7 separate regions of the Mus musculus genome follow, and regions 1, 2, 3, 5, 6 and 7 are each linked to region 4. A link is a contact called in public Hi-C, HiChIP or PLAC-seq and promoter capture Hi-C data. All regions are on one chromosome and are shown on one strand. Each heading gives the region's core, a stretch centred on a gene start, on an enhancer-like site or on the middle of the called end of the contact. The rest is flanking DNA. Distances are from core to core; before and after follow the strand shown. Region 1 holds the start of Srsf7 (serine and arginine-rich splicing factor 7). Region 2 holds the start of Sos1 (SOS Ras/Rac guanine nucleotide exchange factor 1). Region 3 holds the start of Hnrnpll (heterogeneous nuclear ribonucleoprotein L-like). Region 4 holds the start of Strn (striatin, calmodulin binding protein). Region 5 holds the start of Map4k3 (mitogen-activated protein kinase kinase kinase kinase 3). Region 6 holds the start of Atl2 (atlastin GTPase 2). Region 7 holds the start of Gemin6 (gem nuclear organelle associated protein 6).

Region 1 (3,560 bases), core at 348-2,847, 1.5 Mb after region 4:
TATGGTGAGTTCCAGGTCAACATAGGCCAGAGACACTATCAAAAATAAGGTCCACCCCCAGAGAGTCTATGATTAGCACCGAGATTACTTATCCAGCCCGAGGGAATATTTTAAAGAAATTTGAAAAACAACCCACTTACTTCCCATCCAATCCTCGAACTGCATCCTCTGCATCTCTAGGGTCTTCAAATTCCACAAAGGCGAATCCTGGAGGATTTCTGGCAATCCACACAGTTCTTAAGGGCCCATAGTAACTGAATGCCCTTTCTAACTCTCCTTTACCAGCACCAGTTCCCAGGTTACCAACATATACCTTGGTTTCTGTTTAAAAAATGTAAACAGAACAAATGTTATTCAACGTGTGATAGGGAATTCATTTCTTTAAAACAGACCATCCTTAAAGAGCTGTGCAACGTACACGTTTTGTTTTGGAGACTCTGAGCCAGCTAAGTGATCTACTCGGAGCCACCCTACAACTATGTTAGCTATACATCGCTCAAACGACTCTCAGGCCTCAACCTCCCTGAGGCAGCTAGTGCACCACCAGGTCTGGCTCCCTTTATTTAGAGGTCTTCACCAAGTACTAAATCTTACAGCGTGAAAGACTGGAAAGCCAGACCTGCGACCAAGTTCTGGCGCTCTTATAGGAAGGAAACCCTGGGAGACTGCAGCGGGAGCATGGTAGACTTGAGGCGTGCGGGGTGGAGGTGGGGCCCGGCTCGGGCCCGCCCCGCCCCCCGAGTCCCCGCAGCCTCGGGCACAACAGCGCGCGGGCTCCGGCGGCCCGGCCTGCGGAGAGGTCTACAGCGAGGATCAGGGCCGAGCCAGTTCCCGGCTTCCACAGCAGGCGCAGGCTCACCCGAGTCCCCGCCCCAGAGCCAGAAGCCACGCTCGAAACGGCGAAGGAAAAAAAAAGAGAGAGAAAAAAAGCCGTCGCCGCTTGCAGCGGTCTTCCCCTCGCGCTACTCCTCATGCCGACCAATTGTTGGACGACGCGCAGCTCGCAGCTGCCGGTTTCGTTCCGTCTCCAGCCCAACCCGAATCTTAACGCCCATCATCACTCCCCGGCTCCAGTGGCGGGAAAGCGCTGAGGAAATGCGCCACCACGGTCATCAATGTGCTCAAAATGGCAGCCGCCGCCGCCGCCGAGGGCGGGGGGTGGGGTGGTGGAGGCGGGCGGCAGCGCGGAGAAATGGCCAACGCCACCACGGCGACCCCGCCAGGCTTCGGCCTGTCCAGGAGAGACCAAAAGGCGCCAAGCGCCCGGGCCCTAAGCGGCACACATGCCCTCCAGTCCCGCTCGCCCTCCTCCTCCCCGCCCCCGCGGCCTCGGGCTTCGTACAGCGTGCGCAGGAGCCGCCATTACGCACGCGGAATAACCGTCTCTAACCGCCGCGCCGCCCCTGCGGCCCCGCTCTGCTCGGTCGGCGGGCAGCACCGTCCTCCCCTGGGGCCCTGGCCGCTTACCTCCTCCATACCGCCCGTAGCGTGACATGATGGCCGGCCCGTGTACTCGGCTCTAGCTTGGAATGCTCACAGCGCGAGTAGCACGGAAGCGGCTGCGCAACCTCCTCTGCCTGCAATCCCGGCGGCACTACAAGGAAGAGGCCGGAGTCGCGCTTATATAGGCGGCGGGCGGGGATTCTTTTTTTCTGCGCATGCGTTGTGTCAACGTTCTGCGCGGCACAAAGAAGCTGGGCGGAAACAGCCTAGAGGCGGGGCGGAGGGAACTTAGAGCGAGACTCTGCGAGCGGAGCGGAGGGATACGTTTCCATGGGAACGCCGGGATCTTGCCCATAAACCTGTGGCCTTCCGGCGGTCTCCTGCTCCCTCCCCTCCCCTTCCCCTTTCCTGAACCCTGTGGGTCCTCCTAACCTCTCCCAACCCTTTTACCTCTTCATTTTAATCTAGGAACTGACAGCGACCGTAACCTAAGTACAGGTACACTAGACCGTTCTGTGAAAGTCCGTAAAATTTAACCGCTGCTGTCCCGGTCGCCACCTTTGGGGTACCTGGCCTAGTCTGTGTTCAGTGATCTTTAAGGCTCAACAGAGGTAATTAAACTAAGACCAGTGTGAAAATAACCCTTACTCCACAGTTATGTCTAATGGTTATTGCATCACGGGCCTCAAAAGGGATGACTTCCCCCGGGGAGTCTGCATAATACCTCTCCTTTTTGCACTGAGTCACTAATTTGTTAGTTTGATCTGAGTACTTGGGGGTTTGCTGAAACAAAGGGATAGGGTTGTGGAGAAGGGGTTCTGGCAATGTTAAAGTTGTGGCAAAACTGTAAAAGTTTGCAAGCATACTGAGCCGAGACAATTCTTGCATCTGAAGCACAAATTTATTTTTCCCTTCTAGTGCTTTGGATTTTTTAAAAGTTGTGTGTGAATTTTTACTTAAAACCTTACAGCTCAGCCACTCAATACGTATCAGTCTCCCTGAGTTGCTTAAAATCTGCCTTTGAATTCTGCATTTGCCAAAATTCAACTCTAAAAAGAGAGCTAAGTTCTTTTTTTTTTAAGATTTATTTATTTATTATATGTGAGTACACTGTAGCTGACTTCAGACACTCCAGAAGAGGGAGTCAGATCTCATTACCGGTGGTTGTGAGCCACCATATGGTTGCAGGGATTTGAACTCATCATTTGAACTCAGGGATGACCTTAGGAAGAGCAGTCAGTGTTCTTACCCACTGAGCCATCTCACCAGCCCAAGTTCTTTTTATCAACCAGCAAAAAACAAACAAACCAAAAAAAACAAAAAACAAAAAACAAAAAACATTACATCGTAACTACTTGGAATACTCAAGGGTTGGAAATTTTACACATAAAAGAGGAAGTTCCTAGGTACGTGTATTTCATCTCCGTTTTCATTTGCTGTGTGTGGATTCAGGTGTGGAGTGCTTTCTCTAAAGGAGTCCTTCTTGGTCAATAAAGCATGAGACTCTTTTAAAAAAAAAAAAAAGATTCATTTGTTATTTATACGAGTACACCGTGGCTGTCTTCAGACACACCAGAAGAGGGCATCAGATACCTTATAGATGGTTGTGAGTCACCATGTGGTTGCTGGGAATTGAACTCAGGACCTCTGGAAGAGCAGTCAGTGCTCTTAACTGCTGAGCCATATCTCTAGCCCCTCCCCCCCTTTTTAAAAGCAAAGACTCTTAAGTACTACTAATTTATATGTATGTTGATTTTCAAATATTTAAAATTATAGTGTCTCAACAAAAATCTCTGGCAAGAAAATAGAAACTCTACACAGTGAAGTATATTGTTCTGCCTCAGTCTTACTACACAGTATATTGTTCTGCCTCAATCTTCCTGTGTTTGCTTGCCACAGGAACTTCTGCAGTCCAGGCCTCCCACAGATTCACTATGTATACAACCCAGAGCTTTTTTTCATGCTAGAGAAATATTCTTCTAATCTGCTTCTCTCTGAAAGGCATTGAGCAATAATTATAAACATTTGTATTCTCTCTGAAGGAATAGCAATTCTATAAAGTCTAATTCCACTTTTTTGTTTGTTTGGGATTTTGTTTGTTTGTTTTTCAAGATTGG
Region 2 (3,931 bases), core at 1,161-3,660, 1.7 Mb after region 4:
ATGTATGGCCAGTCCATCTATAATTCAAAACAAACAAACCTCAGAGTTTATGTGATAGTTCTCATTTTAAGAAACTGGTGACTGCCGGGAGGTTGGTGGCGCACGCCTTTAATCCCAGCACTTGGGAGGCAGAGGCAGGCGTATTTCAGAGTTCGAGGCCAGCCTGGCCTACAGAGTGAGTTCCAGGACAGCCAGGGCTATGCAGAGAAACCCTGTCTCGAAAAAAAGAAACTGGTGACTAATTACATACATTGAAAAACAAAACAAAATCCACAATGCCAGCCACACAAAATAGATTTCAGCAAGGACCACCCAAGTGGCAAGTTAGAGTAGTCTGCCAACTTCTACAATGCTCTGTCTACCATTCTAAAGGAGCCTCGAGTGTTATTTTGGAGGTTTCCTTAGAATAGGAGCTATTGCTTTTAAGCCATATACCTCAAACTGGTTCTATGAGAGCTTTTGTACATATAAATCAATTTTTTGTCTTCATCCTGTCCTGTCAAAATACCAAACTTCTAGCATCATGAGGCATTCTTCTCCAATTCTCCAAGCTAAGCAGGCAATTGTGCAGGTAAAGCCAATGTAGAAATGGACTGAAGTCTCATGGAGTCATTAAGGATGCACAACAAGGTGGTCTCTTTGATTTTCTTAGAAAACATACAGAGGTTTGTAAGTAGGGAGACACTTGAGGATAAAGCGCAGGAACCTAAGTCTGAAAGATAAAAGCAAAGTCTTCCAACAAAGCCAACAGTTTCCACATAACATACCAAGAGGGGAAGGGGAGAACAGGGCAGACGAGAAACTGAAAGGTACTGGCCTCTGGGAGTATGAAATACCTTTCAAGACTTTCTGGTAAAATAGAAAGGCTCTGCATAATGGCACAGTAAACGCCAGGTACTCAGTAGTAACAAAACTGCATTTTAGCAAAGATAGCACGAAAATCATCTGAGCAACAAGAAATGGGAGATTAAATTGTAAAACAATTTCTACAGGTAAGGCAAATGAAAACAAAAACCAATCTGGTTGTTTTAAAATCCATTCAAGCACACCTGTTTCAGATGTCTTAGTACAGTATTTACTATGTCACTAAGTGTTGCTGTAGAAGCTGTTAAAATGTAGCAACATTCACGAATAACTTTAACCACTGGCAAACAAAAATCCAAAATGCCTAACCAAAGGACAGACAGTTGCTTTAGAAGCTTTTAAAATGTAGCAACATTTCCAAATAAAAAGATGCAAAACACCAAACCAAATGACGTTCAAAGATTCTCAGACACTTCAAAAGAACCAATCTGAATACAGTGGCATGTGCATCACCGCTGTAATGGGGGAGGGGGTCAAGAAAACGGGGAGTTATGACTGAGGACGAGCACAGCCGAGCAGGCCATGTTCTTGCTGGCAGGCAACCTCGCAATTACTTAGGCAAGCACTGTGGCCAAGGCACTTTCGAGCCAGTGAGAGTACCGGACTCCTAAAACGAGAGGTTGACCGCAGTTCGGAAGATCGAGAAGGTAGGCAATGGCCTTCGTTGACCTCCACGGAAAACCGAGGCTCCTCCAACCCCCGCCTCCGCGCTTGGATGATCCAGACCAACCCTCCCCGACTGTGTGCGGCCTTCCCACGCACCCCGGGCGAGTGTCAACAGCTGGAGCAGCGGACGCGGGGAACCTCGCAGCCCGAGCAGACCTCCCCGAGATCCGAGACCGGGAAGAAAGACGACAGTGGCGCCCCGCCTCCCCACCCTCGCCCAGCCCCGCGCGGACTGCGGCCGGGAAGCGGGTTCCGCGCCCCTACCTTTTTCAGCGCAGGCACCAGCAGCCCCCGCCACTTGGGCGCGTTCTCCTCGCTGAAAAACTCGTAAGGCAGCTGCTGCGCCTGCATGGTGCCCGCGGGGCGCCTCGGGGCGGGCGGAGGGGCGGCGGCTCGCGGCGCGGAGAAGGGCCACAGCCCGTGCACGGCCCGGCCCCCTCGGGGCGCCGCGCGGCCCGGCTAGCGCTGGCGAGGAGTCTGGGGGGCGAGGCCCGCGGCCGGACACCCACCCGACACGCGCGCCGCTCGCCGAGAGCCAACGCAACCCGGCGGCGGCGGCGGCGGCATCCCGCACCACCGCCCCGGGGCAGGCCCCCCGCTCCGCCCCGGGCCGCCCTCCGCCGGGGCTGCGCTCCCCGGCACGGCCTGGCCCGCCGAGAGACGGCGCGTGGATGGACGCTCCGGCCGGTGGCGCCCGCTCGCCAGCGGGGAACTCAAGCGAGAGGCCCAGAACGGGACGAAGCGGGAGCAGGGGTCGGTGGGGAACGGGGAGGGCCCGAGGTCGCTGCCGGGGAATCCGGCCGCTTGGCCGTCGCCGCCGCTGCTGCTACCGCTGCCGCTGCCGCCGCCGGTGTAGCGCCGGAGCTTCCTACTAGCAAACTGAACCTGCTCGCAACTGAGCATGCGCCGCTGGCCCGGGCCGGTTCGCTCCGGGTTTTCCGGCTGCCCGCGGATGAGGAGGGGTGCGCGCCAGAGGCTGGGGAGGGCACTCGCAGAGGCGGGGCTGAAGGACCCTGAAGGCGAACCCGCGACCCGAGAACCTGGGTGTGGGGGCCTGCGAGCAGGCGAAGCGCCCCTTTTGTGTGGTCCCACAGCCCGGGAGCCCATCCAGCTCTAGGAGATCCTAGGCCCTGTGTTTCAGAAAAGGGGTGTGTGTACTTTGTTCCCAGCACGAAGATAAGGAGTGCCCCGAGCATGCACTGTATACTAAACAGATTGCACAAAAGATAGATCCCTCTCACAAAAACAAAACAAAACAAAACAAAAAAAAAAAAAAAACAAAAGGCCCGACTGCTCAGTGTTTGTCTAGTGGGAGGAGAGATTGCCTGTTTCCATCTGCCTTTCCATGCCATGAGGACGTAACGCATACGTGTAGTATTTATTGATCATGTGTCTATTCAAACCCACAAGCTTTTATTTATGGATTTAGTCCATCCTGCTTGGGATCTTTCATAGCTTCAACTGGATAATTAGCTTCTGGAAGGGAGGGATTTCCCCCCAGCCCTCACCTCGCCTTGGTACAGGACCCAGGATAGAGATATGAAAATCACAGAATGCTATAAAAGCAGTATCTATGAATTGTCCGTCCATCCTAAGGATGGACTTGCTTCCTGTAGTGGCACTGTGCAACGCTGTGGCACATGTGCTCTATCATTGAACGCTTTCTTAGTAAAACGTCTTAGTTTTCAGTTTTCATTTCATAGATGAGAAGACAGTTGGAAGAACCATGCTGTTTTGTAGTACAATAAACAAGATCTCACAGATGAAAAATGTTTGAAACCACCATCTTTTAGACTACCTCTTAGGATCTGAATGAAATCTACAAGCCTTTCCTTTTATAATACATGTACAGATTTGCATCTTAAAAAAAAAGAAGTCCCCCTCATTTTGAACGTGTTCAGTAATAGTTTGAAGTCCATCCATTAACCATCAGAGTAGTAAGACAACAGCAGACCTGCTGGTGGGAGGGCTCAGCCAGGAAAGAGCAGGTGCAGCCAAGACTGGGAACCCAAGTTCTGTCTTAGATACCCAAACGCTGGGAGCAGAAAAACTGACTCCCAGAAGTTCGTCTGATCTCTACACATGGCCAATGGCAGGTGCACCACACACAAGATAAATATAATTTTTTAAAGAGAAAGGCAGAGGAATTATAGCTTAGGAAGGACTTAGAAAAGGAATTTCAGAGAACAACTGATATATCAGTTATTTTCAACAACTGGTTTGTGTGGTCTTAAGTGACTGAACCAAATCAACTATTATAGAAAACTATTCCTTGGCTTCTCGTTATTAAAACACATTTCAAGCTGCGAGAAGTGATGCAGCCGCTAATCCCAGCCCTCAGGAGAGAGGTAGATGCAGAGGAGCAAGGCCAATCTCAGCTGTGTGGTAGGTTCCAATCCAG
Region 3 (3,586 bases), core at 610-3,109, 1.3 Mb after region 4:
TTTTATTATTATTACTCAAACAGGAGCTGAAGAAAGAGCTCATCCAAAAAGCACACAGTGCTCTTGCAAAGACAGCCCAAGAGCTTGACTCCCAGCACTCGAATCTGGTGAGTCGCAATGAAACTACCTGTAACTCTACCTCTAAGGAACACTAAAACCTTACTAGGCTGCCATGGGTACTTGTTATGAACCCATACATGTAACTTTTTTTTTATTTAAGCTAGACCAACAAAAATTCGAACTTTAGAAAGATAAGCGGCTTCTGATTAAAAAGGGTTGGAACACCTTAATTTTTGGAAGGTGTGCATAACTTCGTCAACTTCTGCTAAGATTTGATCTCAAATGTATTAAGTGTTTAAATAATATCTTAAGTCGTCAAGACCGTTTAAAGGCCCCCAAAAGAGTCAAAACCGTTCGGATTGGTTTGTTTCCTTAAAGTCTCCATGGAACTGAAGTTGTGGGTTGCGCTGTCCACATTCCTCCAGCCTCCAGCTAAACGTTTCTGATAAAGGAGGACTCGAGGAATGTGTGACTGAATTCCCACAGCTCTGCATTCATTTCCTTCTGTGGGGGACAAACTTGAAGTACATTATGAATGAAGAACTCTCGTCATCTGAACGCCTTTTATTTGACAGCAGGGACAGACACACACACACACACTTAGATCACCGGCCCACTCATTTCTGTAACAAGAAAACTTATCTTGGCCATTGCCTGGCCTGAATGAACCCCATGCCCACAAAGCCTTTTCTATAGAAAGATATTAAACTAGCGAGGGCTAAACTACGGGGAGAGCACGAGGGCGCAATTTGTCATTGCATCGCGGTTCCCACGGAGACGAGGCCACGAGAGCCTTCCCGTTATGGTTGCCCAGCGTGAGGATGATGCGGGTCGGGGAGGCCGGGTCCCCAGCACAGCCTCGGAGCCGGAGTTGCTCAACTAACAAAGAGCGGATCCCGCCGAGGGCGCGCGGCGCAGCCTCCCGGAGCGGAAGCGACACCCGCCCGCCCCCGCCGCCCCCACCCCGCTACCCTCCCCAAGTTCAGGGCCCGGACTCCGGGAGGCCCGGCACCCCAAGCCCACCCAAAGCCGGCATTCGGGATTCGGGGATCGTGGGCAATAAAGGAAAGAATCAGTCCGAGTCGCCAGCTACGCGCTCGGCGTGCACGCAGCGGCAAAGGCGGCCAGGCCGAACCCCCGCCGCCGGGCCCTGCTGGAGGGACGCGGCGCGGCGCCGCGCTTTGTTACCGTGGACAGGGGCATGCTCCGAGGGCCACCGCCGCTGCCACCTTCGTCGCCGCCGCTCCCTCCCTCATCGCCGTCGCCTTCGTCGCCTTCTTCTCCACCTTCGCCTTCCTCGCCGTCGCCGCCGCCGCCGCTGCCTCCGTCTCCGTCGCCTCCGTCGCCGCCGCCGCTGTCGCTATCGCTCCCCGCCTGAGGCGTCGCTTCCTGGCGATTCTCGCTCTCCTCGGCCGAGTAGACGATCTCTCCCTCCTCGGTCTTGAGGCGCTTGGCCTGGCTCTCGAACTCCCGGTCCTCCTCGTACGTCTCCTCCTTGGGGGAGGAGGAGGAGGAGGAGGACATGGCGGCGGCGGTGGAGACGGCGCGGGAGACGGGCCTCAGATGTCGCTGATCGGTCCCCGCCGCGGGCTGCGCCTCCTCGGCGCGGGTCTGAGCTGGCCCGGCGTCCTCCGCGGCGCGCTCCAGGAGCCCGTGACTGAGAAGGGAGCGCGGGCTGAGGGGACGCTTCCCTTTATCTCTCAGCCAGCCTCCAGCCTCTCCCTCCGCCAGCTTCGCGGCTCCCAGCCCCGGGGGGGACGCGAAAGTAAGGATGGGGCCGGGCCGTGGCTTCCGGTCTTCCCTCCTCCCTGATCCGCTCCCCGCCGCTCAGGCGGAGCCTCCACCCCGCCTTGACTGCCGCCGGGCGGGATGGGATCCAGGGCCCGAGAGTTTCCGCCCCCTTGCCGAACTTCCGCCTCCTATTGGAAGAGCGAAAGTCGATCTGGCTTCCAATTGGCTGGAAGAACTGCTCGTCAGAATCCCAGCCTGGACTCTCGCTGGGCTCCGGTCGGGACCGTGCAACGCCCGCTGCGCGCGGTTCCGCAGCGGTTGCAGCCCCGTGGCGGTTAGCGCTGTTAGGCCCTGGCCGCCGCTGAGATACCGGGTGAATGTGAGGAGCCGGCGATGCGTTCGGCAGAGTCGGGGCTGTGGGTGTTAACCGCCTTCCCGCTAATTTGAATGCTTTTCTTCTTCATTTTAAAAAGATGAGGGAGACCTGGAGAATCTTTAAAAAGATGAGGGAAACCTGGAGAATCTCCGCGCACCTAACCACACACAGCCCCCGAAAGCGCGTGGACTCTGCGCCACTAACTAAACAGAACAACCGTTAGCTGTTACTGACTGTGGCGAGCCAGCGAGATGATGCACACAGGTCTGCGCAGGGCATAGGTGACCTGCAAACCGGACCTATTGCTGCAGACATACCTATCCAAGTCCCTGCTGCAGTTACATATTCTCAACCTTCCTCTAAAACCCCTATTCTCACTGTTCTGAATGATCGTCTTCATTTTCCAAAATAGGAAACTCTCACAATCCTGTTCGTTTCCAGCCCACAACTCACTTCCTCTGTGAAGCCTAAAGACTGTTTTAAGGTTTTTAGCTGTTTCTATTTGCAAAAGGCCTTTGAATAACTAAAGGTGTTGTTTTAAAACAAAACAAAACTGGACGTGCTTAAGGGCAGGTACTGTGTTCATTTTTATAATCTAGTTCCAGTACAGTTCACCCCAACCCAATCCACCCCCGAATGGATTTCAGTGACCAACTTACTGGGTTGAAATTATGGTGTCTAGCTAGCAAGAAACCCACCGCGCCCTAAGTGCCCTGTTACTTTAAGCCTTGGAAAACTAAGATTCGTTCTGCGCACTTGTTTTGAACCTCTTCCTTTCCCAGTTGTGGGTTGTTCCCTCCTCTAGCCTGTTTTTTTTCCCCCAAAGGCATTTCTTCCCCCAGAAAGATGTGTGATCGTTCTTTTAACATATGTTGCTTTCTCCTTTATACTTTGCGTCGCTTGTCATTTTAGAATCCTAAGGAATCTAAGCGTTTCTGCAAACTGTACCACTGTGTGTGAGAGAGAGAGAGAGGCCGCTTGCAGAACTGAAAATTAGAAATATGTCTTTAAAATTAAGATAAGACTGACGTGTACCGAAGAAATATCAAAGAAGGAATTGCAGAGCTGGGGACAGATAAGGAAACGTCCTGAGCGAGAGCAACTGCATCCGCAGTCAGAAAAACACTGCACCAGTTTTGCCCAAAAGTTTTTGTCTGAGTCAGATGCTCCATACAAATTGACAGTGCAAAAGTTTCTGTGCAAGAAAGTTCAGGTACAAAAGTTTTAAAAGCTAAGATCTAAAAGGCGTAGGTTTAGGGCTGGAGAGGTGGCTCAGCAGAGGCGGTGCAGCCCTCAGGGAAGCATAGGAGCTTCCCGGTGCTCTTCCTAGGGATCCGATGCTCTCCCTTCTGACACCTTCATAGTCACCATGTCACTGAGCAGTGTTCTGCAGGGACTGTCAAGATGGCCGCACCTGTC
Region 4 (3,595 bases), core at 104-2,603:
AAAAAAAAAAAACCACCAAAAACCAAAAAAGAAACACACTTCGAGTGCTTCGCAAACAAACTAAAACTGTACTCAAATTTCATAAGCATACAGATTTAGCCCATAAAACAGAGAGGCACAATTCACAGCTCTTTGAGTTCCTCTGGAAATTAGTGTATGTGTTGGAAGTTTTATAAACAGTCACAGTAAACCTACTTACCAACTCAGAGTGACCAGTGAGTTACCAACCTTTCATGCTTCTCTGGCGCACAAGAGCTCCTCTCAGATAAGCATGCTTTATCTGGCAGGTTATGCAAGGGGGCAACGTAGCCCTGAAGCCCCTTTAGTTCCTTTTAAGCTCTGGACATACAAATCAACTCTTGGGAAGTTTGAGATTCTGTGAAAAGATGTCCCACCTCTGCCCATTTTCTGACTCCCATCAATCAAATCCTTCACTGAAACCTATGAGTCTAACCCAAACGCGAATGCGGGATGGGGTCAAAGGGCAGACAGGGAAACATTTTCAGACATAAAACTGGAGCTGACACTGCTAGTAACATCAGTTTCTCGAGGAAAGCCAAGGCCTCACTGATACAACTTGTGTTGCTTTCTCTGGTCACCTTCCTTGCAGAGTGAGCGATAGACAACTGCCAAACCCTTCTGCGAGGAACGTCTCTAGACCTAGGGTGCGTCAGGTTGAGCCAGGATGATCTGCTCGGAGTCTCTCAAAACTACTGTCAACCCAATCAGTAAACCGAAAGGGACAGACAACCCCAAAATGTGGCATGGCAAACCAGTAGGAATAAGCACCGGAGTTGAGAGTGGGGAAAACAGCCGCCGGGAGGGTAAATGGATCAGAAGGAGTGGGAAAACAGGCTCAAGGAAGTGGGATCAGCAAAAAAAAGTCAAAGGTGACTGGAGGAAGGGGGATGAGATTCTGGAAGTGATGGGCGCAAGGCAAGGGGGAGGGGGCGCGAGCGGGCTGGGGGAGGGGGCGAAGGGTCTGGGGCGGGGCTGAAGAGAGAGAAGAGGCGGGATGAGGACCGCCAGGCCGGGAGGGTCTTTACCTGCAGCTCCGCCCGCTCCACCTCCCACTGGGCTCTCTCCACCTCGAAGCGGGCCCATTCGTGCTGCAGGAAGTGCAAGATCCCCGGGAGGCTGTACTGAGCTCGGGCCGCCCCCGCCGCAGCCGCTCCGTCTCCGGCCGCTGCAGCCTCCGCCAGAGGCCCGAGCCCCTTAGCACCGCCAGCTCCCGGGTGGTTGTTGCTGAAGAAGACGCCGGGCCCCGCCTGCTCGTCCATGGCGGCCGCACGAACCCCGGGGAGCTCTCTGCCTAGGCGCCCAGCAGCGGCGGCAAACTGCGGCGGCCAGCTCTGCCTCCTCCCTCCGCCGCTCCCCGCCCACACCCCAGTCAGCAGGGAGCAGCCGCCCGGGCGCGGGGGCCGGGCGAGCCCGTGACGGGCCGGGAAGTGGGTCAACTGCGGCCCGCGGGGCTTGCCGGGAAATGTAGTCCCGGGGCGTGGCGAACCCCGCTTGCCTGTAGGCCTGCGCCTCTCGGAGGCCGGACCGAAGCCACGCCCTTTCCTCGCCACGCCCTCCCCTGACGGCTCCGCGGGTTTCCTCTTCGGCAGTGCGGCCAGCCGATGCCCCTCGGGTCGCGCCGCCGCAGGCTCCCTTCATGCGGAAGTTCGCGAGCGGCGCTCCCTGTTGCATATTCGCACGCGGAAGTTATCACGCCAAGTACCAGCCCTAGCTCCACTTAGTTTAGGGCTTCCTGGTCGTTTTGTTAAGAAATAGGCGCTGGGCAAGCCATCCGGTCGTCTGCCCCCTCGTCGCCCTTTTCGGGGTTCATCAAAGCCTCGACACCCCTGGACCACGGCTTGCCATCGAGCCTACCATTCATCCCCAGAGGGGCTCAGTGCTTGTTAACAGACCAGTTTTCCCTTAGGAGGAGGAACTCTGGTCTTCTCTCTTTCTGCTAAGGTTCGACATTTGCCATGAGGGCTTTTTCTAATTTCCAGTTTAACACTTGGTCTGAAATATTAGTATTAAAAGTCCCTTTCTCTGTGCTAATCCTGCTTGTAAATTCTGCCAAAGTTTTAGATCTCCAGTAATAAAGAAGTGCTGCCTGTCCAATCTCATTTTTCCCCCCATCTTTGCGGCAGTTTTCACTCAATTCGCTTGAACAAGTATTTTATTGTCAGTAATATTCCGTGCCAGGAATATAAAGATAGATGTCACAGTTCTTGTCATCAAAAGGAGGTTGACATACATATAGAGTCACAGAGCCCTAAGGGCTACAATCAGAAGGAACAAAGTCCCTTTTTGCTCTATTGCACTCCTGAACCCGGGAACCTCCCCTTCCCACTTGTCGCTTTCCTAATTTCTTGGGCAATTGATCTTTACACCAAAGGCACACTAAAATCCTTTCCTTCTAAGTGGTTTGCCAGTGTTTTCCCTCTCTGAGTACCCTGATAACTATTATCATTATAAATTTACACTACACCAACTGGAGAAAGGAATGTGCCTGAAGAACATTTAAGAAATGAAAACGAAATTAAGTAATTATTTATCTGTCACTCCAACAAAAAAAAATTGTAATTTTGTTTTGATCTGGTGGACATGAAAAAAGAAAAAAAGAGAGTCAAGATACAAGCTGATGAGTGACTTGCAAGGGAAGGGCATCCTGTCCCTGTCCTCTCTGTTCCCTGGTCTTCCCATGGCAACTTGTGAAAAGGACAGGAAACACATTGTCTCTGCTCGGGTTGCAAAGAGCGATGGCAAAGCCCTCTGCTCAGTTACTGAATGTTTCTGCTTTGTGAATTCATTCTTTATTATCATAAAAAGTTGATCCAGGCCTGGCCAAATTCCTTGTGTCATAAATTAGTTTGGCTCTAAATGTTCTTTGAGATCCAGCCTGATTCATTCACAGCTCAAGAAATTGAGACTGTCCTCAATGAGACCTTGAATGACAGATGACTACCAAAACTAGCACCCAGATTACCTGCCTGTTAGCCCAGTAACCTTAAAAAAATTAAGCTGGACATGGTGGCACAGCCCAGAGACAAGAGACAAGCAGAGGGAAACAGATTTCTGAGTTTGAGACCAGCCTGGTCTACAGCATGAGTTCTAGGACAGCCAGGGCTAGTTATATATTTCTCTATCTATCTGATTTAATTTTAATTAATTAAAAACATGCTGACTACTCTTATATCTATCAGAACCAAGAAAACATAAATAGAATTTTTTTCCTTTCTTTTTTTTTTCCCTATCCTTTTCTTTCTGTTTTTTGTTTCTTGGATTTTTGAGACAGGGTTTCTCTGTGTAGCCCTGGCTGTCCTGGGACTTGCTCTGTAAGACCAGGCTGGCCTCCAACTCAGAGATCTACCTGCCTCTATCTCCCAAGTGCTAGGATTAAAGAAGTGTGTGCCACCACCTGGCTAAGATTGGAACTTTTTCATCTGAGCGATTTAAGTAATTTTTATAAGCTTGGGTGTTAAACAATCTGTTTTTTTCCTCTAACAGAAGACATGTCAGACAAGACAATGGCTTTAAACTGATTCACAAAAGACTATAAAACATAATTAAATGCATAGATAATAAGGCAGGGTAGATG
Region 5 (4,071 bases), core at 480-2,979, 2.0 Mb after region 4:
GCTAGAAGGTCTATAGGAACCAGGGTCCACATCCAGGATCCCTGTGGCTGCTCAGGTTCCGTCTTTCTCAGCTTCACACTGGTGTCTGTGGCCTTCGGATCATGACCCCTCTACGTGGCTTCGTCCCCTCTCACCATTGCCCTGAGCAAGGCCTTATCATCTTCCAGATCTTGGCTAGAAGCTGCCAGACTGGAGGGGGGACAAACCCAGCCCTCTTGTTCTGTGCTAGCAACCTTTGCCAGACCCTTGACGTCCTCTCTACACAGAATACGACTGGAATGAAGTGAAACTCTGCTGTTTAATGCTGTTCTTGTCCAGGAAAAAAAAAAAAAAAGACTTCAAATAAATCTGGGTCCATTCCTGTCTTTAGTTCATCAACACGTGGCTGCTAAGTTATACACTGGAGTTATGCTCCACACACCTTTGTCAACAGAGGAAAGTGTGGTGCTATGTGATCATTCACAAAAGCCAAGCAGATCACTCACAAAAGACCTGAGGTATTGGCTAACTTACCTTATGCGTTCCATTGAGGCAAGAATAAAAAGCCCATTGCTTTAGCGTGGGCAAAAATAAAGTGAAAACTAAACTTTCCAAGTCATACTCTGGGCATCCTCAGGTGTTCTGGAAAACAGGAGCCCAACTTCAGTTACCATGTAAGTAGATAGGCAACTAAATCAAGACTGCTGCCACCTTTGGCACTATCCGCCTCCCTTCTTGGCAGACTCCGCGAGGCCAAGAGTTTTACTGGCCAGGGAAGAACGATTTATCCTCCCACATTTAGAAGCGATCCCTCTGCAACAGAAACGCTGTCCTGCTAAGGAGCTCTGAATTCTAACCTTGTCAAACCAATACTCTTCCTAGATACTCGACTCTCACACACACACAAGAAAGAAAAAGAAAAGGAAAAATATCTGATTCCTATGTGTCACTGACAAAAACAAACCCCATTATCCAATTCTTTTTGGAGGAAAAAAAAAAAACCTCGAAGTTGCTGTCTTGCCTCCAAAAACCCATCTCTTTTTACAAAACATGACTACTTGGAAAATTACAAGGAACTGACAAGCAGATGTTAAGAGGCTAAAGGCTAAAGCACGGGCAGATGTTAAGAGGCTAAAGGCTAAGCTGTCGATGGAGGCTGCCCAGCGTTAGGACAGATCCAGCAGGCCCGGGCGGACAGTAGCTCCCAGCCACCGGGGCCTATGATCCCAGGTCCCGGAGAGGCACGTAGGTTTGTCAAGCGCCAAGCCCCAGCACCGGGGTTCGTCACACAGACCCTGCCCAGGCAACAAGCGCCCAGCCCCGCTCCGCCCTCCCAGGAACGCAGCGGCTCCGGCCGCAGCCCTTCCCGGGACTGCACGCAGGAGAGCCTGGGAGGGTCAGAGACCCGCGCGTCCCGGGCACAGCTCCGGCGAGGACGCCGAGGGCTGAGGTCCCCACGCCTGCCTCTTTGTTCCGTCCCCCGCGGCGCAGGCCCCGGCTCGGCCGCCCCTGCCCTCACCTTGTAGACGTCGCCGTAGGTGCCGCTGCCGATGCGCTGGATCAGCTCGAAGTCCTCCTGCGGGTTCCGGCGGGACAGATCGAAGCCCGGGTTCATGGCGGGCCCCGGGTGCCCCCCACCTCCCTCCCGGCCCGGGGAGGGGGGGCGCTCACGGGGGCCGCACGGAGGGAGCGCCCGCGGCCGGCCCGGCTCCGCCGCCGGTCACAATCGCCCGGCTGCACGCCGCGGCCGCCGCCGACCACGACGAGCCGCCCGGCGTCCCCGCCCCCCGCCGCCGCGCCGAGCCGGGTCACACCCACCAGGAGAGGAGCGCGCCCGCAGCCCCTCGCTCGGGGTGCAGTTCCAACATGGCTTCCGCCCGCCGCTCCGCTCCGCCCGCCCGCACGCCCTCCCTCCGGTTCCCGGCCCCGCTCGCCACTGCGCAGCCGCCATCCCGGAGGCCGCGCGCTCCCGGCGGGCCCTGCGCGCCCCCGGCTCGCGCGCCCGGTCGGGACACGCCGGACGCGCCAGACTCCGGGTAACAAAGTTGGACTCGCTGCTTGTGGTCCCAGCCCCAGCCCCAGCAGGTAGTAGTTGCCACGCACAAGACGGTATTCCCCAACTTTCTAAGAGCAAGTACATCCGAGAGCCCCGACCCTTTCTTCTAGGTTTAGGGGAGGAGGTCCCCATCAGAAAGGTGAGAAAGACCCTCGGGGGACAGTGACACTTGGGCTCTTGGGGTTGGCTTGACAGGGGTGCAGAGAGAACAAGGGGCGGGGAGAAATCCGTGGAGGGAGTGGGCGGGAAGCAGTGCAGAACCAAAGCCGTGATTGACCTCTGTCCAGGGAGAAGGCTGGATTTTTCAAAGCCCGGGGCGGGGACTACGCAAGCTGTCTGACAACCCTGAGACGAGGGTGGTTGCAGAGGGTGTGGCCTGGACAGGGATCTATTCCCACACCTGAAATGTAAACACGTGACCATCCGGAAGCTACGTAGCCGCGACATTACCTGCCCAGAGCTCCACCCAGCATAAGATCCAGATAACCAGCATTACGTCCAGACTGCTAAAAGTTAGCTAAGAAAGGACTTAGGCAGTGGAAGGGTCAATGTTGAGTTCTTAGTAAACTTAACTACTACCCATTTCCAAAAGCTGTAGCGAGGTCCACTCTGGCGCTCTGTTGGATATTTTGCTTTAAAAATGCTTTTCTAATCTCTTTAGGGACCTAAAGACTAATGTGCCTTAATGTCCAATTCCTTCTCAGAAACTTGGTCTCATCAAACCTTAAAACCTTTCTATCATGTTACTTACAGTAAACTTACCTATTGACTAAATTCCCAAATTGTGTGCTCCAAACCATACGTGGAGTCATCCAAGCACTTTAGTTATCCCAAAGCATCAGATTGTGACAGGGTTGCAATTCTGCCCCAGGAGTGCACGTCACAGGATTAATTGAGGATAAACCTTAAGGCTGTGCTATCCTGAGCTCCTCGGGACGAGGCATGGTTTTCCCCGCTTCCTCCCGGTGGAAGGCACTTGCAGGGGCTGAGGAGCAGGCCTGCCTTCTGCCTGTGCTGTGGGCGGAGAACTGTTTGTCTTCTTTAGGCTAAACAGGCAGATAATTCTGGATTCAGATAAGGAAATGGAAGTCTCTCAAAGCAGGACCTGCTCTGCTTGCTTTCTCTGCCCTTTTGTGCTTTAAAAAAAAAAAAAAAAAAAAAAAGCCAAGTTTCCAGGACTGAAAGCCATTCGGCTTGCACCAGAAAGTTCTAATGGTTTCACTGTTTTGTTTGCTGGGATTATCATCTCTGCAGATAACCGAGTGTTTGCATCACTAATAGGCTTCTTTCAAAGGGAAAAGACATTTCAGTGGGGTTGGAACAGGCTTTCAAGTTTTGTTTGTTCCATTTTGGCAAGGCTTAACTACTTCTTCTCCTTTTTTTTTTTCCCCAGAGAGACAGATTTTCTTGTAAGGGCTCGATTTGCCACATGGGTTAGGCCATAAATAAAAAGGTCTTTTGTAATTAACTGCTCACAAGGAATGAAAATAATTTGTTCCTTTGGGGATCTACCCATACTGGTAAATACAGTGCTCTCTTACCCTTCCCCCAATCTACCTGGCCTCTACTTCCCTACAAGTTAATACTCATGATCAGACACTTGCTTTGAATAAGAGAAAGGACTTCCCGCTTCTGTGATTAGAAACATTCTTAGAAACCGTCTGGGTTTCACTCTTAGATTGACTGTTGCTTGTGTAGAGGCGGTCACCTTATCAGTAGATTAATATGGTGAGTGGAAGTTCACAACATGAAAGAAACAGTATCTTCCAGTACTGAGTGCTTACGAGGAGCCAAGAACTTTCCACATATTATCTCATTTAATTCACAGAGCAGCCTGATAGCTGAGAGCGTATTATCTCCTTTTTATAACATCCCAGGCTAATTAAGCTACTCAAGGTCACATAAGAAAGCTCAGCTTTTACAGAGGCTGCTTAATAGCAAAGGCTAGGTCCAGTCTGCTCTACCAGTCTGTTCTGTTTCTATAACATATTCCACCATATTCTCTTTCTTCTTACAATAAACCATACATAATCTGT
Region 6 (4,047 bases), core at 363-2,862, 1.2 Mb after region 4:
TCCAAAACAAATCAGCCACCTAAGGTTTTTAAAAAGCCTCTCTGGAAGTATTTCCAAGGGCAGAGGGCTACCACTGTAAACAGTTCTGACAAGAGTTTGTAGTTGACAGGTTAACAAACCTCATTTCTTTTTCTCGTTCGAAAATTCTAAGTTATCCTCACCTCTGACATATGTCCAAGAGCTACCATAAATGGTGAAATGTAAATTAAAGTTTTCTATAAAGTGTCTGTGGTAAATATTTAATCAAAATGTTTTAAATTTTATCCAGTAAAGCCTTTATCAGATTGTGGAAAAGGAAATACAAAAGCGATCTCATACCCGGTGTGTTTACTCTACGCTTATCTTGACCTCAGGTATCTAACCCTAAGCCCTTACGATTTCTAAGCCTTTGAAAAACTTTTCCGCCTTTAACCATCGCAACTCTCAATAAGGACTTCGTGCGTTCAATTCGCACCACGGTGAAAGATCAAATGCTACACTCCTAAAAATAGGGGTGCTGTGAGTGAGAGCAACACACAACACCGCGCTGCCAACGCAACTGCGTCTTCGACGGGGTAGGGGCGCCATGTACACACACATACAGTAGGAGCTCACATTCAGCAAAACCCAGGAACGACGGGATCAGGTGACTTCAAACCAGACACTCTCAGCCTGAAGCGAATGACTCGCAGCCCCAGGGCTCCTAACCCCAGTCTGACAACCGGAGCCAACACTTGCAACCCTGGCCAATCCACGCACAACTCGTGCGAATGGGTTCGGCGGAGCCAAGAGCTGGTGAAGCTGAAGCTGAGCCCGGGCCCCAGCCCTGGCCTGCGGACTGCGGCTCCCATCGGGAAGGAAGGGTGTGTGAGTGTGTGTGGTGTGTGTGTGGAGAGAGCTCTGCGACCTGGCAGCCAGGTGCCAGCGGTTCCCGCGTCCACCGCCACCGCGGGGCCCAGCGCGTCCCGCTCGTCCCTCCCTTCCCGGCCCGCGTCAGGCACCCAGGGCAGTGAGTGCCCGCCGGGTGACCGATCCCGTACCGCCCGCCGACCTCCGCGCGTCCCGGCCCCGTGGCCCCGGCTCAAGGCCGCCCCCTTGGGTCGGGGCGGACACCGCGGCGGCCACGCGGCGGCGGCGGGCAGGGGGCCGGGCTGCCCGTTCCCCCGGCAGCTGGGAGAGCCGAGGCCCGCGGGCCGCCCTCTCAGGCCGCGCGGCGGAGCGTGGGGCGCGGCTGCCGCTAGGCCCTGCGAGCGAGCGAACGAGCGTGCGAGCGAACGGGCGGCCGCGGCGGCCAGAGCCGAGCCGAGCCCAGCCAGCCGCGGTCTTCGACCCCAGCGGGCGACCGGTGCCCGCCAGCCCGAACGGCCGCAGCCTCCCCGACTCCCGGCCCCCCGTGGCCTCGGCCCCTCCGGCCCGTACCTAGGGAGGTCGTAGACGAGACGTGGTTAACTCCGACGCTCGAGTCGCTGGTCTGTCGCCGGCGCCTCAGCCCCTGCTGCGGCTGCTGCCTTCGCGCTGCCTCGTCCCCCTCCGCCATCTTGTACCGATTTAAAATTAACTCCCCACTGACGTCAAACGCCGCCGCCGCTTTATCAACCTCCCGGGAGCCGGCGGGGCGGCCTGCGGGTCCTAGCGCCGCCCTCTGACTTGCGCGGCCCAGACACGCCCAGCCACGCCCATCAGCGCCCTCGCTCCTCCTCCGCCCGGGCCAACCTGCCGCGGAGCTCCGCAGCTCTCAGACTTCTAAGGAAGAGTTGGGGAACCCCCACTGCGGCCGGCGCCATCCCGTCCCTACCTTCCCGCTCTCGGGGCCACACCCCCTTGCCGCAGGGCGGAGAAGGCATCTCCAGTCCCTCCTTTCCCAATTCTCTTCGCATCTCTAACGTTGACTCTGCACGTGAGGTTACATTCGCATCCTTTCCCTCCTAGCTTTCTTACCCCCAGCCCTCTTCCCTGCGAAGCCAGTGCCTGGCTTCTCCTGATATCTTGGCCCTACACAGAAAGGTTTTCTCTTTCCACCACTATCCTACAATTTGTTTGCATTGGCTCCCCATCGCCTTCTGAGGCTACTTTACCCTCTCAACTATGCATATCTGAAACCCAAAAAAATACCGCTCTGATCAGAGAAGGAATTCTAATACATCCTCTCCTAACTGTGATGAACCTTCTTCTGGGGATCCACTGGCATCATGTAGAAAGTTCGAGAAACTTTATAACAGATACGTCAACCTGTGGAGGCAGCTGTGGAACACAGTTCTTAGTCTCATGAATTTGTACCACAACCATGGCTGCAGGAGAAAATCCTTTTCTCTTGAAAAAGTGGGAGCCCAGGTGTCCAAATGATTGTCTTACCCCAACCTCTTAAGCCTATACTTTGCAACCTTTAATTCCACAAAACCTCTAGAAAAAAACCGTTAGTGTCATCAAACTTTGGAGGGCATCATTCCAGATGGGCTTTGGTTGAACTGTCTGGGGATTAAGTCACCTGTTCTCTATCTTTGGAGACACAGATTGTGAGTTCCTTCTGCACTAACTCTGTGTGCTGCTCCCATGTTTCCTGAGCAACCTAGTAAGGGACTTGCTTGATAGTAGGTGTGCTTGCTTGCTTGCTTTTCTTTTCTTTCCTTTCCTTTTCTTTTCTTTTCTTTTCTTTTCTTTTCTTTTTTCTTCTCTTTTTGTTTGGTGGTGGTGGTTTTTCAAGACATAGTTTCTCTGTATAAACCTCTGTATAAGCCTTGGCTATCCTGGAACCCATTTTACAGACAAGGCTGGCCTCAAATTCACAGAGCTTGCCTACCCCTGCCTCTTGAGCGCTGGGATTAAAGGCATGGACCCCCACGCCTGACCTTAGATTTTCTTTCATAATCTCTCTCTGTGATAACTATTGGAGATTGTACACTCCGCGGTGTGCAGGTGCTTGGGCATGAAAGAAGATGTCAAGATGAGGATTTTTGCCTTCAAAGACCAAAATCCCATTTATTGTCAGTGGTTACATGACACTGAGCACACCCTATCAGATATCCTGGGAAAGTTAGTCATTCCCAAAGCTGTGCTGCTGGCCAACTGGTCTTCAGAGGGGGTTCTACTCGCAGACACTGGCATCTCATCAGCTCTGCTACAGCACCCCAGATAGAGCCACACCTCCTGGATCCAGTGAATATAGAGAAACCTAACTCAGGTCGTCACAGAATGAACACTGACCCACGGTCAAATCCAAGTTTAAAAAGCCACCTTCATTATAGTTACCTCTCTTCTATTCAAACCAAAGAGACACATTCCAGACTTCTTTCTCCTCTTTCCACCCAACAAATCTTCTATTGTCATTGTGACTGCTGGATCTCTCCCTAACTCACTTCCTCTCCAGCACCACCCTAGCCTGTATCTTCATTCAACCTCCTATCTCCCCCACTCCCCTGTAACAAAGTATTTCCCTTCTCCTGTAGACTCTTCACCCAGCCGAAGGTTTGAGTTTTGTTTTGTTTTGTTTTTTTTAACATACAAATAGGATCATAGGGTTGCTCTGCTCAGGGTAAAGGCCAAACTGTAGTTGACAAAGGCTTTTACAATGTGAAGTCTGCCATTTTTCTTTCTGTTTCTCTGCCTCGTTCTCCAGTCCATCACTGGTTCCTTCATTCTTTGATTCCACACAGTCATCTTGTTCTGGGATATCAAAGACACAAGTGATTAAAACGGACAAACAAAATGGGGCTCATTCCCCTTGTGGGGTGTTCAAGAATGGGTAAGTTGGTAAATAGATGAATTAAAAGTCTGAATCCCCTACTGATTCACCCAATGCTTCTAAACTTCCAGGTTCCACTGTGCTAGGCTAAAGCATTTTCACGGGATCACATCACCATTCTGAGACTATGATCTTCTATCTATGGAATGCTTCCTGTTCCGGGCACTGCTTAAAGTACTTTACAAGTAAGCCATCGAATCTGTAAAACAATCTATCTGTAAATCGGGCTTGCGGTGCTGCAGGTGTGGCCTGGCTGGCCTCAGTAGCAGGTGCCCTGTGGAAAGGTCAGCAGAGGACCTCCTACTATTATCACTGTCCCAGAGCCCTGC
Region 7 (3,748 bases), core at 679-3,178, 1.5 Mb after region 4:
TCGGATTTTTTTGTTTCCTTCTGTGTGTGTGTAGGGCAACCTCAGGTGTCATTTTCAGGAAATACACCCACATTCTTTGAGACAGTGTCTCTTTGGTTCAGGATTTTACAATTAGACTAGTGAGCCCCACGGGTCCTTCTGATTCCACTTCCCAGCCATGAAATTGCAAATGAGCCATACCGGGCTTTTTTTTTTTTTTTTAATGGAGCCATTCCTAGCATTCATCAATATAATCTTGATGACTACTAAGCATATACATAAAGAAGAGACATTTCAATTGGCTGGTACTAATTGAGTGAATTAGAAAAGCTAGAAGCCGGGTGATGGTGGCGCACACCTTTAATCCCAGCACTTGGAAGGCAGAGGCAGGCAGATTTCTGAGTTCGAGGCCAGCCTGGTCTACAGAGTGAGTTCCAGGACAGCCAGGGCTACACAGAGAAACCCTGTCTCGAATTTAAAAAAAAAAAAAAAAAGCTAGAATAGTTTAAATATCTTGTATCTAGTTGCAACTGATTTTTAAATTTTTTTAATTTTTTTTTTTTTTTTTTTTTTGTAGCAGGGCTGGCCTAGAACTCACTATGTAGACTAATTGATCCCAAACTCCCTGCCTACCTCTGCTTTCCACAAGCTTGGATTAAAGTCCTATGCACCACATGTGGCCCAAATGCAACTTAAATTTCTGATAATTTGGACAGAGTAGGGACATGTCCTTGTTTCAAAAGGGGAAGAAAACATAAGCCAAACAGGTTTGCAGTAAAGAATGAAACTTAAAATGCAACTGAACAGTTGTCACAAATCAGTTGTAGATTTTTATTCTGTAGTTTTAAAGGTCAAACATTTTCTCCCACACTCTTAATAACTTGGAATTTACATTAGCTCTTGTAGCTTTATAGAGGGTTTTAACTGATAAACTCTAACTTAATCCATGAAATCTCATTAATATGAAGTCAATCATTCAATAAATGAAGGTTTTGGGAAGGATTATTTGATATGGAATTTCAAGTAGTAATTTTAAAAAACCGATTCATATTTAATGTTTCTGCTGCTTGGCTTGACAATCTTTTTTTTTTTTTTTTTTTTTTTTTTGAGACAGGGTTTCTCTGTGTAGCTCAGGCTGTCCTGGAACTCACTTTATAGACCAGGCTGGCCTCGAACTCAGAAATTCGCCTGCCTCTGCCTCCCGAGTGCTGGGATTAAAGGCGTGCGCCACCACGCCCACCTCTGGCTTGACAATTTTATAGCTCAGTTTTTGTTCATCGCCCTTGGTGGGTTTTTTTGTTGTAGTTGTTGTCTTGGCGGGGGAGAGGGTTGTTTTTTTCTCTTTTCAGTATAGGCAGAATCTTAGCATTTACTGCCTTGCACCACTTTTCAGTATCACAGTCTCGAAGATTCTGCAGTATGTCAGAGCCCAGTCAGCTACGTGCCCAGAAATCTGAAGCAGAAACAACATAATCCAGTGCTGCTTGGGAGGCAGAGGCAGGCGAAGTCTACAGAGTGAGTTCCAGGACAGCTAGGGCTACACAGAGAAACCCTGTCTCGAAAAAAAAAAAAAAAAAAAAATCCAGTGCTGATCTTCCCAACTTCACCACTGTTCTTGAGATTTACTGAGAACACGTCCCCAAAGGTGCACGCATTTTAACCGGCTCCAAAACGAGCTAGACCAGAATTCATGCCATTCACCTCGGCTTTTAGAGCCTTAAGGTTTACCCAGAGAGCTTTGTGTTGAATTCAGGGCAAAATCGCATTTTCATACCCCACTTAAAAAGCTTTGAGGTACGAACATTTTCCTCTTACAAAGATTTCTTGAGACGTTCACGGTGGCCAGGAGAACTCAAGTTCCCTTGGACACAACCTGCAGTGCAAGAACGGAGGCAAAGGACTACAGGATGGAGGATTCTGGGGGAAGGAAATGACGTCAGGAGCAAAGCATGCTGGGCTCAGGCGGGCCGACTCAAGCCCGCTCGGCGGCGTGTGAGCTAAGTAGAAATATAGCCAGGGTCTCTGCGGCGTTTCCCTGAGTCGTGCAGAGTTCTGGGTATGGCGGCCTCTGGACAGGACCTGGTGTTGGAGCTCTAGAGCTTCGCTAACGGGTCCTCAGCGCTTTACGAGAAAATTGGCGCAAAGCCCGTGGAGAGTCATCTAGAAAGAGTAGGTGGGAATCCGAGAACTCCGCATCAGTTATGTCTGTCAGGGGTTTAGGGCGAAATCCTTTTATCTAAGGAAAGCGGAACGGAAGTGGCTGCTTCTTCTTTTTTCTAAAAAAGATTTCTTTATTGTATATGAGCACACCACTGCTTTCTTCAGACACACCAGAAGAGGACATCGGATTCCATTACCGATGGTTTTGAGCTACCATGTGGTTGCTGGGAATTGACCTCCCAGTCGGTGCTCTTAACCGCTGAGCCATCTCTCCAGCCCCGAAGAGTTTGAGTTATCTACGGGCCAGGTTCAAAGCCAGGTTGAAAGCGGTATCCGGAATTGGGAGCAGAGGGTGGGACTAGACATGCCACAGGAGTTTTAAGAATTGTACCTGTGGCCATTCACTATTACCATCAGTCTGAATTATAAATACCCCTTCCCAGATATACTAAACAAAACATTCTCAAGAATTCTCCAAAGATAGTATCAGTTTCTTATACCCCAGATGGGCGTTTTGCTTGTTCTTCTGAGATCTGAGACGGCACACTATGTTACCAGGCTGGTCTCAGCACTACTAGTAGGTAGGGACTGTAGGTGTGAGTTAAGACTGGCTCTATGTATCAGTGCTTACTTGCATTAAGAAACTCGTTATTTTCAGGCAAATTACAGACTGCCTACAGAATGGCGATCATTAAGACATTTGCTTGGGCTGGTGAGATGGCTCAGTGGGTAAGAGCACTGACTGCTATTCCAAAGGTTCAGAGTTCAAATCCCAGCAACCACATGGTGGCTCACAACCATCCGTAAAAAGATCTGACTCCCTCTTCTGGATTGTCTGAAGACAGCTACAGTGTACTTACATATAATAAATAAATGAATCTTTAAAAATATTTTTAAAAAAAGACATTTGCTTGTGTGGAATATCCATAGTGATTAACCCAAATTGATAATGGTTCTAGATCTGGGCAACTGGTAACCATGAGCGAATGGATGAAGAAAAGCCCCTTAGAATGGGAAGATTACGTTTATAAAGAAGTGAGAGTGATAGCCTGTGAGAAGGAGTATAAAGGATGGCTTCTAACCACAGATCCAGTCTCTGCCAAGTGAGTATGCAACTTAATTTTGTGAAATGACAATCCTATGTACTGGCCCCGGATATCCAAGCTGAGAAGGCAGATCAATCAAAGACTGGTCATTCACACATAATAATTGCTTTTGAGCCTAACTGCTGCTGTTTTAACTATGGGATGCTGTAGCAAACTAAACATAGTTATAGGAATAGAAAAGAGAAATTCTCCCCTCTTCTAATTCTCCTTCCAGAGGGTCTCCTGTAGCCAAGGTTGGCCTTATTTGGCTATATAGTTGAAGATGATATTAAACTTCTGATTCATCTACTTCTACTTCTGAATGCTAGGACACCACACCCAACTTTATTTATTTTTTTAAAATAAGTCTCATATAACTCAGACTGGCCTCAAATTCATTATGTAGCTGAGGATAAACACGAATCCCTGATCCTCTTATCTCCACCATATCCAATTGTCAGGACTTGTCTCAAAAGGTAAAAAAAAAAAAAAAAAAAGGACTGAAGGTACATAGATGTCAAGGG

What was found. Promoter capture Hi-C pulls out the DNA fragments that hold promoters and counts their contacts. A called contact is a pair of places that touch in the nucleus more often than the background predicts. HiChIP or PLAC-seq counts read pairs in DNA pulled down with a chosen protein or histone mark. Capture Hi-C pulls out chosen DNA fragments and counts their contacts.
Region 1: a promoter capture Hi-C map of liver shows a contact between it and region 4, with 8 times the contacts expected there. The contact joins the promoter of Srsf7 here to the promoter of Strn in region 4. A contact is called at or near these places in 6 of 39 promoter capture datasets (the HPC-7 cell line, cranial neural crest, hippocampal neurons and 2 more), 4 of 484 Hi-C or Micro-C datasets (B cells, CD4 T cells, brain and 1 more), 2 of 115 datasets of contacts at active chromatin or transcription factors (astrocytes and stem cell-derived neural progenitor cells) and 2 of 9 other capture datasets (adipose tissue and liver).
Region 2: a contact with region 4 is called in a Hi-C map of muscle stem cells, with 5 times the contacts expected there. The contact joins the promoter of Sos1 here to the promoter of Strn in region 4. A contact is called at or near these places in 1 of 39 promoter capture datasets (pre-B cells), 2 of 484 Hi-C or Micro-C datasets (LSK cells and muscle stem cells), 1 of 115 datasets of contacts at active chromatin or transcription factors (astrocytes) and 2 of 9 other capture datasets (adipose tissue and liver).
Region 3: an H3K27ac HiChIP or PLAC-seq map of regulatory T cell precursor shows a contact between it and region 4, with 8 times the contacts expected there. The contact joins the promoter of Hnrnpll here to the promoter of Strn in region 4. A contact is called at or near these places in 1 of 39 promoter capture datasets (maxillary cranial neural crest), 5 of 115 datasets of contacts at active chromatin or transcription factors (astrocytes, differentiating embryonic stem cells, large pre-B cells and 2 more) and 1 of 9 other capture datasets (adipose tissue).
Region 5: a contact with region 4 is called in a promoter capture Hi-C map of liver, with 5 times the contacts expected there. The contact joins the promoter of Map4k3 here to the promoter of Strn in region 4. A contact is called at or near these places in 2 of 39 promoter capture datasets (both in liver).
Region 6: a promoter capture Hi-C map of liver shows a contact between it and region 4, with 6 times the contacts expected there. The contact joins the promoter of Atl2 here to the promoter of Strn in region 4. A contact is called at or near these places in 3 of 39 promoter capture datasets (cranial neural crest, neutrophils and pre-B cells), 3 of 484 Hi-C or Micro-C datasets (CD4 T cells, embryonic stem cells and erythroblasts), 1 of 115 datasets of contacts at active chromatin or transcription factors (astrocytes) and 2 of 9 other capture datasets (adipose tissue and liver).
Region 7: a contact with region 4 is called in an H3K27ac HiChIP or PLAC-seq map of microglia, with 6 times the contacts expected there. The contact joins the promoter of Gemin6 here to the promoter of Strn in region 4. A contact is called at or near these places in 2 of 39 promoter capture datasets (both in liver), 2 of 484 Hi-C or Micro-C datasets (CD4 T cells and brain), 2 of 115 datasets of contacts at active chromatin or transcription factors (astrocytes and microglia) and 1 of 9 other capture datasets (adipose tissue).

The regions. Positions count from the first base shown.
Region 1 is chr17:80,205,708-80,209,267 of GRCm38.p6, forward strand. Srsf7 (serine and arginine-rich splicing factor 7) reads right to left here and starts at 1,598. Exons shown (of 8, transcript NM_146083.2): 1 at 1,468-1,598; 2 at 141-321. The coding sequence starts at 1,495. It also overlaps a transcript of Gemin6 not described here.
Region 2 is chr17:80,478,043-80,481,973 of GRCm38.p6, forward strand. Sos1 (SOS Ras/Rac guanine nucleotide exchange factor 1) reads right to left here and starts at 2,411. Exons shown (of 22, transcript NM_009231.2): 1 at 1,795-2,411. The coding sequence starts at 1,881.
Region 3 is chr17:80,060,409-80,063,994 of GRCm38.p6, forward strand. It overlaps Hnrnpll (heterogeneous nuclear ribonucleoprotein L-like), which reads right to left and starts at 1,860. Exons shown (of 13, transcript NM_144802.4): 1 at 1,249-1,860. The coding sequence starts at 1,584. It overlaps 4933407O12Rik, which reads left to right and starts at 1,814. Exons shown (of 2, transcript XM_006525248.3): 1 at 1,814-2,164; 2 at 2,265-3,054. The coding sequence starts at 1,832. The coding sequence ends at 2,390.
Region 4 is chr17:78,735,208-78,738,802 of GRCm38.p6, forward strand. It overlaps Strn (striatin, calmodulin binding protein), which reads right to left and starts at 1,354. Exons shown (of 18, transcript NM_011500.3): 1 at 1,047-1,354. The coding sequence starts at 1,280.
Region 5 is chr17:80,726,296-80,730,366 of GRCm38.p6, forward strand. Map4k3 (mitogen-activated protein kinase kinase kinase kinase 3) reads right to left here and starts at 1,730. Exons shown (of 34, transcript NM_001290345.1): 1 at 1,499-1,730. The coding sequence starts at 1,594. It also overlaps the pseudogene Gm9959.
Region 6 is chr17:79,894,511-79,898,557 of GRCm38.p6, forward strand. Atl2 (atlastin GTPase 2) reads right to left here and starts at 1,613. Exons shown (of 13, transcript NM_019717.3): 1 at 1,399-1,613. The coding sequence starts at 1,516. It overlaps Gm41625 (a long non-coding RNA gene), which reads right to left. Exons shown (of 4, transcript XR_876985.3): 4 at 3,579-3,639.
Region 7 is chr17:80,222,523-80,226,270 of GRCm38.p6, forward strand. It overlaps Gemin6 (gem nuclear organelle associated protein 6), which reads left to right and starts at 1,929. Exons shown (of 3, transcript NM_026053.4): 1 at 1,929-2,148; 2 at 3,099-3,242. The coding sequence starts at 3,118.